Linked DNA regions of Sus scrofa: regions 1 and 3 are each linked to region 2. The links are chromatin contacts, called in public HiChIP or PLAC-seq maps. All regions are on one chromosome and are shown on one strand. The core of a region is the stretch at or near the end of the contact, and the rest is flanking DNA. Distances in the headings are between cores, read along the strand shown. Region 1 overlaps CDCA7L (cell division cycle-associated 7-like protein). Region 2 has its middle 61 kb from the start of CDCA7L. Region 3 overlaps CDCA7L (cell division cycle-associated 7-like protein).

Region 1 (3,981 bases), core at 869-3,368, 70 kb before region 2:
TGGTTGCCAAGGGCTGAAGGAGAGAGAAATGGGGAACAACTGCTTAAAAGGTACAGGGCTTCCCTTGAGGGTAACACTGATGACGGTTGAACAATACTGTGACTACTTAATGCCAATGAACTGAATACACTTGAAAATGGTTAAAATAGTAAACTGTATGTCATGTATTTTACAATTTAAAGAAAAGCAAAAGGAAAAAAAATCAATGCCATCTTTAAAAGAGAAAATGTTGGAGTTCAGCAGTAAGGAACCTGACGAGTATCCACATGGACATGGGTTTAACCGCTGGTCTCACTCAGTGGGTTAAGCATCCGGCATTTCCATGAGCTGCGGTGTAGGTTGCAGATGTGGCTCAGATCCTGTGTTGCCGTGGCTGTGGCGTAAGCTAGCAGCTACAGCCCCTATTTGATCCCCTAGCCTGGGAACTTCCGTATGCCATGAGTGCGGCCCTAAAAAGATGCAAAATAAATAAATAAATAAAATAAAAATAAAAGAGTAAATACAAGTGGGAGAAAATTAACAGACATGTTTGTGTCTAGGGCTTAGAAAAGCTTTTTAGAGCAGTAGCCAAGGAAGTTTTGGCAGAGATCCTGGGAGCGAAGTAAGCCAAACCACTTGGGAAGTTCTGGGTAATTTCCTTTCCCAGAAAGGTCAGCAGATAGGAAATGTAAAGCCAATGTTAGGATTTCTCTGTACTCTAAAAGACTAATCACAAATCAGACTAGTGTGTTCTAAGGGTTTCTTCAAGCAGGTGCTACTGGCATTTTGGTGGCTTCGTGCTGGAGGGCACCTGCCATCCCTGAACTCTACACCACTTAGTAACAAGCACACAACCACCCCACAATGACCAGCCACAAGAAACCAAGGTGTTTCTGTTACCCCAGAGCACTCAGAGGAGAACCACTGACTAAATCCTAATTGGAATATGCCTGCCTTTGCATGTCAGTCAGGACCGGAGAGGTTATAAAGCAGCAGCATCAAGTAATTCCAAGGCTCGATGGTTCAAAGCAAAGAAAGCTTCTTTCTTGTTCACGTGACACGATGGTCCCGGGCCAGCCAGGTGAACCACATCAGTGTCCTCACACAGGAACCAGGCTGACAGCGTGACCACCCTGGGGAATGCAGGCAGAGGGGCGGCAGAGGCATCGGGACTGGGTCAATGATGCGCCTGCTTTAAAGAACTCCACCTGGATGTGAAACAACGTGTCACCGGCCAGAGCACATCCAGAGCCTTGCCTATTTCAAAGGCCATGAAAATACACTCCTCCCATTTATCCAGAAGGAAAAGAACAGAACATCGTGTAGAGAATTGTGACAGCTTCCACACTATGACCAGAAAGCATTCCATGAAAGAAGACGCCGTGTCAATGTTCACTATTAAAAGTGATTACAGGAGTTCCTACTGTGACTTGGCAGTAATGAACCCGACTAGCATCCATGAGGACACAGATCTGATCCCTGGCCTCACTCAGTGGGTTAAGGATCTGATGTCGCTGCGAGCTGTGGTGTAGGTCGCAGACGTGGCTCAGATCCCAGGTTGCTGTGGCTGTGGTGTAGGCCAGTGGCTGTAGCTCCGGTTCAACCCCTAGACTGGGAACTTCCCTATACCATGGGTGTGGCCCTAAAAAGACCAAAAAAATAAAAGTGATCACAGAGTGCAAATGTACCAACATGCACCAGGCAGGCTAAGTGATCAAGGTGCAGTGAGTCACATGTGGTGGGGTGACAGAGACAATCTACAGTCAATTTCAACAAGGTAGGATAAATGGGAACAGGGAGGTCAGCCCAGGAAGGCACCTGACCCAACCGTGGGGTGATGGTAAGAGGAATTCGAGGGGCTGCGAGGTCGGCCAAGTCCACACTGCTGCAGGGCAGAGTCAGCCTGCAGGACCTGCAGGAAATTCCCAGGTGGAAGCAGGATTCTGGAGAACATGGAAGCAGGAGGTGCCCTGTCTTTCAAGGGGGGCAAGTGTCTGCGCCCAATGCAGACAAGCGCTGAGCAGACCTTCACACTGCTGGGCGATGGGGGGAAGGCTCTTCATCGCAGAGCCCAGTCCTGAAAGCCTCTTGACACCCTTCTGCCCTGGTAGTGGAAAACAAGCCAAACAATCCCTGGGTCGCTGGCCTGAGCAGGCTGCTGACACCACTTGGCTCCTGGCTTTGTGCCTCGGTGAGTATACACAGCCCCTAAGACCGCATCCTTTCTCAGCTCCTAATTAGAGTCTGGAAGAGGATCCGATCAGTGCGACGAAGGTCATGAAGACAACTAGACGCTCTTTTCGGTGAGCTTTTGAAGTGTGGGAAAAGAAAGAGGTGGGGTTTGGTTTGGTTTGGCTTGAAGACAGGTAAAGCAAGCCTTCCTGAAGAGGCCACGTGCAAGTGTGAGAAAGGCTGGATGAGGCCCTAGTGGCTTCAGCTATTTCAATTTTAAAAATTCCCAAATTAAAAAAAAAAAAAATGCCTGGGATCAACTATTAGGTAAAAAGAGAGACTTAAGAATATACAATGATTTTCAAGTGCACTTCTATTTTTTTGTTAACTTTCCTTTTTTTTTTTTCTTTGTCTTTTTGCCATTTCTTGGGCCGCTCCTGTGGCATATGGAGATTACCAGGCTAGGGGTCCAATCAGAGCTGTAGCCGCCGGACTATGCCAGAGCCATGGCAACACGGGATCCGAGCCACGTCTGTGACCTACACCACAACTCACAGCAATGCCAGATCGTTAACCCACTGAGCAAGGGGCAGAGATCGAGCCCGCAACCTCATGGTTCCTAGTCGGATTCGTTAACCACTGCGCCACGACGGGAACCCCAACTTTCCATTTTTAAACCAATGCTAATGAACAAAATAAAGGGCACTAGACATTCTGCATTAAAAAAATATTCTTAGAGATTTCAGTGTCAATGAATGCTGTCTCCCCCTACCCCCTGACCCATTTAAATGCCCTCAGTCACGGAGCTTCACATAAAAAGATATTGTGGTATGGGGGACTGGTTGGTGAGATATCGTTTCTACTTCAGGGTTTATTAAAGACATGATTTCTAAAATTATTTTTCAGGGTCACACCCACAGTATATGGAAGTTCCCAGGCTAGGGGTTGAACTGGAGCTATAGCTGCCAGCCTACGCTACAGCCACAGCAACACAGAATCCAAGCCACATCTGCAATCTACACCACAGCTTATGGCAACACCGGATCCTTTAACACACTAGGCCAGGGAGCGAACCTGCATCTTCATGGGTACTAGTCCAGTTCCTTACCACTGAGCCACAATGGGAACTCCCTGATTGCTAAATTTTATACTTGGCAGTTCCGTGTTTCTTGAGCTGGAGAGCTCAGTGATAGCCAGAGGGCTTTTAAGACCCTGGGTGGAACAGGGGAAGGGAATTTTTTTCCCAGAAGAGTAGTTTAAAATAGCGTTTTGGTATTAAAATAAATTAAAATGTATCATGGAATAGGTGTGACTTTTAAAAGACAAAACTGGAGATGATTGAGAAGATCTCGTGCACAGGCAGGATGGGAATGTTGCACCTCCAAGGCCTCTGGGGCAGGCACGAACTGGCCTCCATCCATTAATCCAACAAAAAATTGCCAGAAGCCCTGCGAAATGATGCTCCAGCCTGTCAAAACTCATACCTGCATCCACTGCACACTGACAACCCTAAAACATCCTTCTAAAAAATTTAACAAATATTTAACACCTACAATATGCCAGGCCCTGCACAGACTGGGGTAATTATCATTTCTGGCCTCCCCCGGGATCTGGGGTGATGAGTTGTTACCCCAGGGTAAATCCTGGGCCCTTCTAACAAACGAGGAAGTTTGCCAGCACGGCACTGAGGGAGGGCCAGGCCTTGTGCCAAAAGAGCCGAAGGCCGGCGCTCACTCACAACTACAAGGCACTGGCCAAGTCCATTGCCTTCTCCAGAGCCGATGGGGGTTGGGGCCAAACAGCAGTGCTGCTGCTATGAAGGGTTGGGGA
Region 2 (3,886 bases), core at 1,297-3,796:
TTCCACAAATAAACAATTTTTATTTAAAAATTTCTTACTCGTAACTACTACGTTAATAGGATGAACCCAGCTCATTGCCTTTTCTTAAGCTTACAAAGATGCACAGTTTCACATGCAACACAGGAGGTTGGTAAACTTGGCAAAGGATCCTTCAGTTTTCAATTGGTGAATCCAGATCCCATTTTCTATTCTAAACCCTGTTTGACAGATTTGCAGATTTTTGGCTGGAAGGCTGTACAAGGTAACATGAGGTCATGGGGAAACAGATTGGTCTAACCTTGGTCTGATTCCTTGAGAAATCTTCATGAGGAGGTGAGTTACTTAGGGCCCTTATGATGTCCTCTTTTATCAGCATGAATCAAGACCAAACAGAGGAAAACCAACCAAAAGAGGATGCTGGAATACTTAGCAAGATGTAATTGGCCGGAAGGTAGAATATGATTAGTGCAACATTTAATAACCAGTCAAGAGCTTTGGCCAAATTCTCTTACGGGGCATAGAAGTGGGCATGGTCTGGCCCCTGACTCCCTTCGTTCCATTGTTGCTTATGGACTTCCTCCTAGTCCCTTCCCCGACTTCCCCACCTCCACATCTCAAAACACCACCACCTTTTGAGGTCCAGCCCCAAGTTTCTTGCAGCTCCCCCTACACAAGCCAGGCTCCCTATGATCTCCCAGCTCTTGCACATGTATTTGCCTCTTGCATATCCTTCCCCACATGTCCTTGACCCTCTGGCTTCTTACCTTTCCTCAAGGTTAATTCCCATTCAGATACTCTCCAGAGATTCCTTTGGGTCTGCATGAAAAGATTAGGAGCTTTCTCTTTGGTCTTCCCATTGAGCCTTCTGAAAACCTTTATTCCTTTTCTGACACCATTGCTCTAATTCCTGGTTGCAAGGCTATAAACCTGTATGGTTTTCCTGACAAACCATTCCGACTGGAAGACAAGAATCGTATTTTATTCATCTTGTACTCAACTTCATTTTGAAGAGTACCTGCTATAGTTTGGGTGCTTAAAACAATTGACTGGATGGATGGATGATGATATCAACTCAAAGGAAACTCCTCAATCATGACACCACTGATTACTTTCAGAATTAAGAATAAAGAAATTTCTGACTTTAAAAGGAAAGCATTTAATTGGAAGTCTATAGTTACAGATTTTAGTCCAGTGATTTACCCCCTAGCTTAGATCAGTTGTTGTATCTCATTGATGTAGCCTAAAAATGGAACAAAAAAAAAAAATAAGGAGCATTTAAATACCATTTACAGACTTGCTAGAAGTCACCAGTCCACCTTACACAGGCAAAAACTAACAAAACTTAACAAGAAAATAAACGCCAGATACTCTCAAGATAAAAAAACGGCCACAAGCTCTGGATATGGTAAAAGAAAAATTGGATCATATCTGTGCTCCTTTCTGCTTCTGAATTCTCGTCTTCCTGATGAACAAGAGGGCAAGGCAAGGGGTTTTGAGGTTCAACCTGTGCCTTGCTGGCAAAACTCCGGAAGTGAGAAAAAAAAAAGGCACTCTCTCCCTGCTTCAGATCCTTAGCAAGGCTTCACTGAAGGCTGCGGAGGAGTGAGGGTGTCTATACCTGCTATTTCCTTCCTATCTCAACACTGTGTAACAGTACTCAGGCTGCGGAAAAAAACAGATCAGGAAGCTGTCTATTGGGCAGGCTCTGTGATAACTGCCCTCACTTCTAGTAATTTCTATTAGCATACAGAAAGCTTTGTGACTTTAAATTCTACCAGTCTCTGCTGGTGGCACCTTTACTGCTTGCCTCTGGGGAAGTGATTATTGCGAATGTACATGGTTTGATCCACAATATACAGTATCGTGTGAAGCTTGCTTTTATTGCCTTCAGCCTTTTCTTTCTTGCAATTTATTTTAATACATTTGAAATTATTATCCCAAACATTAGCCAGCTGGCCCGCTGGGGTTTCCTTTGCTGGATTCACAGTCTCTCTTTTTCTAATCCTCTCTTCATGGATAATCCACTCTAATGCTTCTTGGCTCTTGAGGGGGTTTTGCTATTACTACCTGTTGATTAGAAATTCACTTTGTCCTGTGTAGGTGGTTCTAATGGTTAGGTAATGAACACCTTATTAGAGTCAGCTGAGGTCAGAGTTATAGTCATGAGGTTTTCTTTCTTTTCCCCAGATTTCTGGATGCTTACTTATCTTTTTTTTCTTTCTTTTTTTTTTTTTTTTTTTTTTTTTTCCTCCTGAGCTGCAATTCAGTGAGCTGGTCTTTGAAAAGAGTCTCCAAGACCTCGCCTCTCAGAAAAAGAAAAAAGAGCAGGAAGAAAGGAGAAGAAAACTGTATGGTAAGACCTGAGAAAGAGAAAGGCTTTTATTTCAGCTGCACAGATGCCAGGTATATGTCACTTTTGTCTTTGCCAACCACTGGGCCTTCAGGGTCCTGGCTGCGGGCTTCCCTGCTGACAGAGGTGGAGGGTTTAGGAGGGGAGCCAGGAGGAGAGCAGGCAGCAGGCAGTGTTTTCAATCATCAGAGGCCACCCAGATGCCAAGGGTATGAAGTCAGAAGCCAGCTGGGTGTGTGGCCACGTGGTAGGAGCACCAAAGCCAAGTGTTCCAGTGGGTCCCCCAGCCCCGCTGAATCCTCTCCAAAGTTGAGCTTCTCCAGCTCCCTCTGCAGAGAACCCCAAATGAATCGTGCTTCCTAACAGCCACTTCAGGAAGAGGTGCCGGGTGTCTCATCAGATGGAGCATTTCTGTATTGAAAAATCTGTGGTCTGCATTTGTCCTAAGGGACCTGCAGTTTACAGTGGGGTAACTACTGGCTACATTTCACCTGCCCCTCCATAGAGGTTTTTAAAATTACTACTATAGGTTTCAGAACAACACTCTCTGCCCCATTCTTTTTTTTCTTTTTTCCCCCTGTCCTTTTGTCTTTTAGGGCCGCACCCACAGCATATGGAGGTTCCTAGGCTAGGGGTCTAATCAGAGCTGTTGCTGCCCGCCTACACCACAGCCACAGCAACGCCAGATCCTTAAGCCAGTGAGCAAGGCCAGGCATGGAACCCACGTCCTCATGGATGCTAGTCGGGTTCGTTAACCACTGAGCCACGACAAGAACTCCTCTCTGCCCTATTCTTGATAGCCCCACCAAAGGTGTCCTTTTAGTCTGTCTATAGCTACATTTTGGAGGTGTTGAAGCTTGTGTGAATACCTCGCCAGGGGATTCTGTTATTTATATCCAGCTAGTCTCTGAATCACACATATTGCCTGGTGCTTTGTGGGTAATTAATAAAAAGGGAGGAAGAGAAGGACAAAGAAAGGAGAGGTTTGAGAGGCAGGAGAGTAAGGGGGATTATTTGATGATGGTGGTTGCCATTCTTTTTCCCTTTTAAATTATCCCTGTGCCTATTAGCCCTTAGCACTTTGGTACACATTTTCACCATTTTATTGTGTTTTATTCCACTGTTGGATAGCTTACTGTATATGTTTCCAGTGGAAAGGCCCCCAATGAGATGAATGGAAGTAAATGGCCTGGAGAAGTTTTAATGGCTGTCCTCCAAGAGAGAAACTCAGTATGGTACCCAATTCGTTAAGATACAGTTTCTCTTCCTATAACAATGACCCAACTAAATGATAGCTTAAACAGAACAGAAGGTAATTATTTCTCATGCAATCACTGAAGTAAGAAGTTCAGGGATGAATTGTTGATTCCCTGGTATAAGGAACAGAGGGGTCCTGGATTCACTATCCTGGTGGTTGGTCATTTTTATCTCATTTCAAGTGGACCGTCTACCTGTCTACATTTAAGAATAAGGGAAGAAGAAAAGGGACGGGACAGAGCACCTGGGCACATGCTTTCTTTTTTAGGATATGACCTAGAACTTGTATACATCACTTCT
Region 3 (3,522 bases), core at 200-2,699, 93 kb before region 2:
GTAAGAGCCAGGGGCTAAAATCAGGCAGGGAGCTCTGCGGATGGTTGCAGGCACCTGTTGCCGACAGCTCATGAATTCTCCGCCCCAATTTTCAATCTCCACTCGGTGCAGGTCTCCAGCATTAAAACCAAACTTAGTCTTACGTGTGAGAAGAACACAGTAAGAACAGAGGGCAATGGCCCAGGGGATAACGGGTGACATCTCAGATGCAAAGGACTCTTAGCCTTTAAACCCACAGCAGAGATGGGTTTAAGTATCAAGAGCAAGGCCATCATCCTTGATCACAGGCTGGTAAGGTCAGCCTGGGAACCTCCATCGGGAACTCCTGCTGTGAGGCCAGCCGAGAACAGCACGAGGAGGGGCCTGGGACTGACTTAAGTGATTGTGCTTCGTCCTCGGTGACCACCTCCGAAATTTCAGTTGGACTCAAGTTAAACATTTAAGGCAGAGGGAGGGAAAAACGGCAGGTAACTTCCAAACCTTGGTGTATGTGTCCGTCCACACCAAGCCAGGCAGAGAAAGAAGACGGACTACCGTTCTGATTTATCTATTTGAATATCCTCAACTTTCCAGGTCCAGAGCACTGGAATTCCAAATGGGGAGCTGCAGAGGAATCTACTTCAGAAGATGATGTTGGAGACTTTGAAGGAAGTAGCTCCCCTGACTAGCTTTATTCATTTATCATAATCGTCATCCAGCCTGCCTCTCTTTACCAACCATGTGGAGTAGCTTACTACAAAGGGCTGAAGTCAGGAAAGAGCATACTGGAAACACCAGCGGAGACCCAGACCTAAGGGGAAGAACACGGGGACCAGCACCATGGCCGTAGGCGTTTCCCATCTGGCAAAATCACATGACACCAAGGTAGAGTCACATCCCAGCATCAAAAAGGTGGTCTCGGAGTTCCTGTTGTGGCTCGGCGATTAATGAACCCAACTAGTATCCATGAGGACATAGGTTTGATCCCTGGCCTCGCTCAGTGGGTTAAGGATCCGGCATTGCCATGAGCTGTGGTGGAGGTGACAGACACGGCTCAGATCCAGCACTGCTGTGGCTGTGGCGTGGGCTGGCAGCTGTAGCTCCAAGTGGACCCCTAGCCTGGGAGCCTCCATATGTCCCTGGAGGTTAGGTACGGCCCTAAAAAGACCAAAAAAAAAAAAAAGTGGTCTCACCAGGGTGGGCAGGAGGTTGGGTGGGGAGGCAACAAGGCTTCCTCTCTCACTGAATTTTAAAATACAGTATGTGGGTGGACCTGCCCTGAGCTATGACGTCTATGAGAGTCAGTATCAAGTGTCACAATTCACTATATGTAATGAATTCATCATATTCTGAGAGGAAAAAAAGACTTCTGGAGTCGTTAACTTTCCCATGCTAGAAATAGATTCTTTGAATATCCCAACATTATGTAGCTAAAAAACAGAAGATACGTAAGTCACTAAGAGTAGATGATACCCATTAGGGGTTGGAAGGATCTCAGTGGCTTGCTGGCAAGAAACCGGAGACGTGCTGGCCAGAACACATGAACTGCCACGCAAATAGCTTGGGAGAGAAAGCCAAGGGGGCGAGGGGGCTGCACTGGAGCCTACAGGTTGGCACAGCTCCGTGCTGCTATTCATAGAAGAAAATCACTATCAAGCAAGGCAGCCTACCATTAGGGCTTTCAGGCCCTAAGTCATCCCAGAAAAAGGTGAAGGACAAAGCAACCCTACTGGTTACAGCTTATTTAATCTATATAAGTTCCACACCGGAAATGGTTCCTTGGGCTCTTCTGAGCCTGACAAGGCTTAACCTCTTTATCCCTCACCTTGTTACTCAGGAAGAAGACGGTGTACTGATGTTTTAAGACAAATGAATGCTATTTTTCAGCTAGTAGAAAACACCCTGGGAGTTCCCGTCGTGGTGCAGGGGTTAACGAATCTGACTAGGAACCACGAGGTTGCGGGTTCAATCCCTCGCCTTGCTCAGTGGGTTAAGGATCCGGCATTGCCATGAGCTGTGGTGTAGGTTGCAGACATGGCTCAGATCCCACGTTGCTGTGGCTCTGGTGTATGCTGGAGACTACAGCTTCAATTCGACCCCTCGCCTGGCAACCTCCATATGCCATGGGAAATGGCCCTGGAAAAGGCAAAAAGACAAAAAAAAAAGAAAGAAAAAAGAAAACACTCTGATGCCGAAAAAGATCCAAAGGCTCTTCAAAGTGAGCCTGAAATTCAAATACTGGTCAGCAGTAAACCGGCCTAAATATATAGAATAAAAGGAAGAGATCAGCCAACAGGTCTCTGATGGCGAAGTGCTGAGGGCAGATTTCCCTCAGGAAGCCAGCAGGCCCAGGTCACCGTTATCATTAAAAAGCACGTCAGCACAGAGAACACTCTAGGTTGGTGCCACAGCTAAAGTTCTGCCCAATTAACTCCAAACCTAAGAACGTTACTTTGCACACAACAAGAAATGACTTTCAGGAACTTGTGGCTCCCACAGAGACCCTCCTCTTTTTGGGTAAAAGAGGCTCAAAAAGAGTCTCAAAAAAATTTATTTGATAAGGACAGTAAAGGGAGTTCCCGTCGTGGCTCAGCAGAAATGAATCCGACTAGGAACCATGAGGTTGTGGGTTCGATCCCTGGCCTCGCTCAGGGGGTTAAGGATCTGGCACTGCCATGAGCTGTGGTGTAGGTTGCAGACGCGGCTTGGATCCCGCGTTGCTGTGGCTCTGGCATAGGCCGGTGACTACAGCTTCAATTCGACCCCTAGCCTGGGAACCTCCAAATGTCTCAGATACAGCCCTAAAAAGACACACACACACACACAAAAAGGACAGTAAGGGATGCCTAGGACACATCCCTCCAAACTCCAAAGGCACCTGGGGATTTCCTCTATAAGAATGATAGACTGCTGGACCAGGGATTCACTTTTTTTTTTTTTTTTTTTTTGTCTTTTTTTTGCCATTTCTTGGGCCGCTCCTTAAGAAAGAAGTTATCGTTTCAGTTGTGAAGTGACTCCTTGCAAGGAACAATACAATTCGGAAACAGGACTAAAAATACTGCAACCCACACTGCCTCATGTGGCTAATGATTACCATTACTTCTGAGGAACTATTAACATTCAGGTCACTCTGCGTAAATCCTTCAAAATCTTCCGTCTCTGAGTCAGTGTCCTCTATAAAAATTCTTCTTAGTTCTTCCGTGAAGTATTTGGAATGGAAACGCACCTCCTGCTAAATTAAAAATACAAATATGTCAGAAAGACAGAAGAATGGAAGTCAGAAGGGACTGGGAGCAGTGGGGAGTGATTGTTTCATGGGCACAGAGTTTCTGTCCGAGATGATGAAAACCTTCTCAAGCAGATAATGGTGAAGGCAGCTTGGCACCGGGATGGTACTTAACGACACTTGGTGTCTTGCAGGCAGGAAACTGGGGACTTAGGTGCACTTAAAAATTATTAAAATGGTAAATTTTACACTGTGTCTATTTTACCACAATGAAACACACCTACTTATGTACATATTTGCCATGTACAAATGGAAAT

What was found. HiChIP or PLAC-seq counts read pairs in DNA pulled down with a chosen protein or histone mark.
Region 1: a contact with region 2 is called in an H3K27ac HiChIP or PLAC-seq map of skeletal muscle. The contact joins two enhancer-like sites. A contact is called at or near these places in 2 of 47 Hi-C or Micro-C datasets (blood and embryonic fibroblasts) and 1 of 2 datasets of contacts at active chromatin or transcription factors (skeletal muscle).
Region 3: a contact with region 2 is called in an H3K27ac HiChIP or PLAC-seq map of skeletal muscle. The contact joins two enhancer-like sites. A contact is called at or near these places in 2 of 47 Hi-C or Micro-C datasets (embryonic fibroblasts and epiblast stem cells) and 1 of 2 datasets of contacts at active chromatin or transcription factors (skeletal muscle).

What each region holds. Positions count from the first base shown.
Region 1 is chr9:90,797,528-90,801,508 of Sscrofa11.1, forward strand. All of the region lies in intron 1 of CDCA7L (cell division cycle-associated 7-like protein), which reads right to left. Among named protein-coding and RNA genes, the nearest start is that of CDCA7L, 7.8 kb to the right of the region's middle. Within about 2 kb of position 2,119, at least 7 of the 83 cell types and tissues checked have an H3K27ac peak or open chromatin away from gene starts, as enhancers often do. A contact at or near this core is called in skeletal muscle, where this site is marked.
Region 2 is chr9:90,866,770-90,870,655 of Sscrofa11.1, forward strand. No RefSeq gene overlaps it. Among named protein-coding and RNA genes, the nearest start is that of CDCA7L, 61 kb to the left of the region's middle. Within about 2 kb of position 2,547, at least 8 of the 83 cell types and tissues checked have an H3K27ac peak or open chromatin away from gene starts, as enhancers often do. A contact at or near this core is called in skeletal muscle, where this site is marked.
Region 3 is chr9:90,775,067-90,778,588 of Sscrofa11.1, forward strand. CDCA7L (cell division cycle-associated 7-like protein) reads right to left here. Exons shown (of 10, transcript XM_003482681.4): 3 at 3,074-3,211. Among named protein-coding and RNA genes, the nearest start is that of CDCA7L, 30 kb to the right of the region's middle. Within about 2 kb of position 1,450, at least 4 of the 83 cell types and tissues checked have an H3K27ac peak or open chromatin away from gene starts, as enhancers often do. A contact at or near this core is called in skeletal muscle, where this site is marked.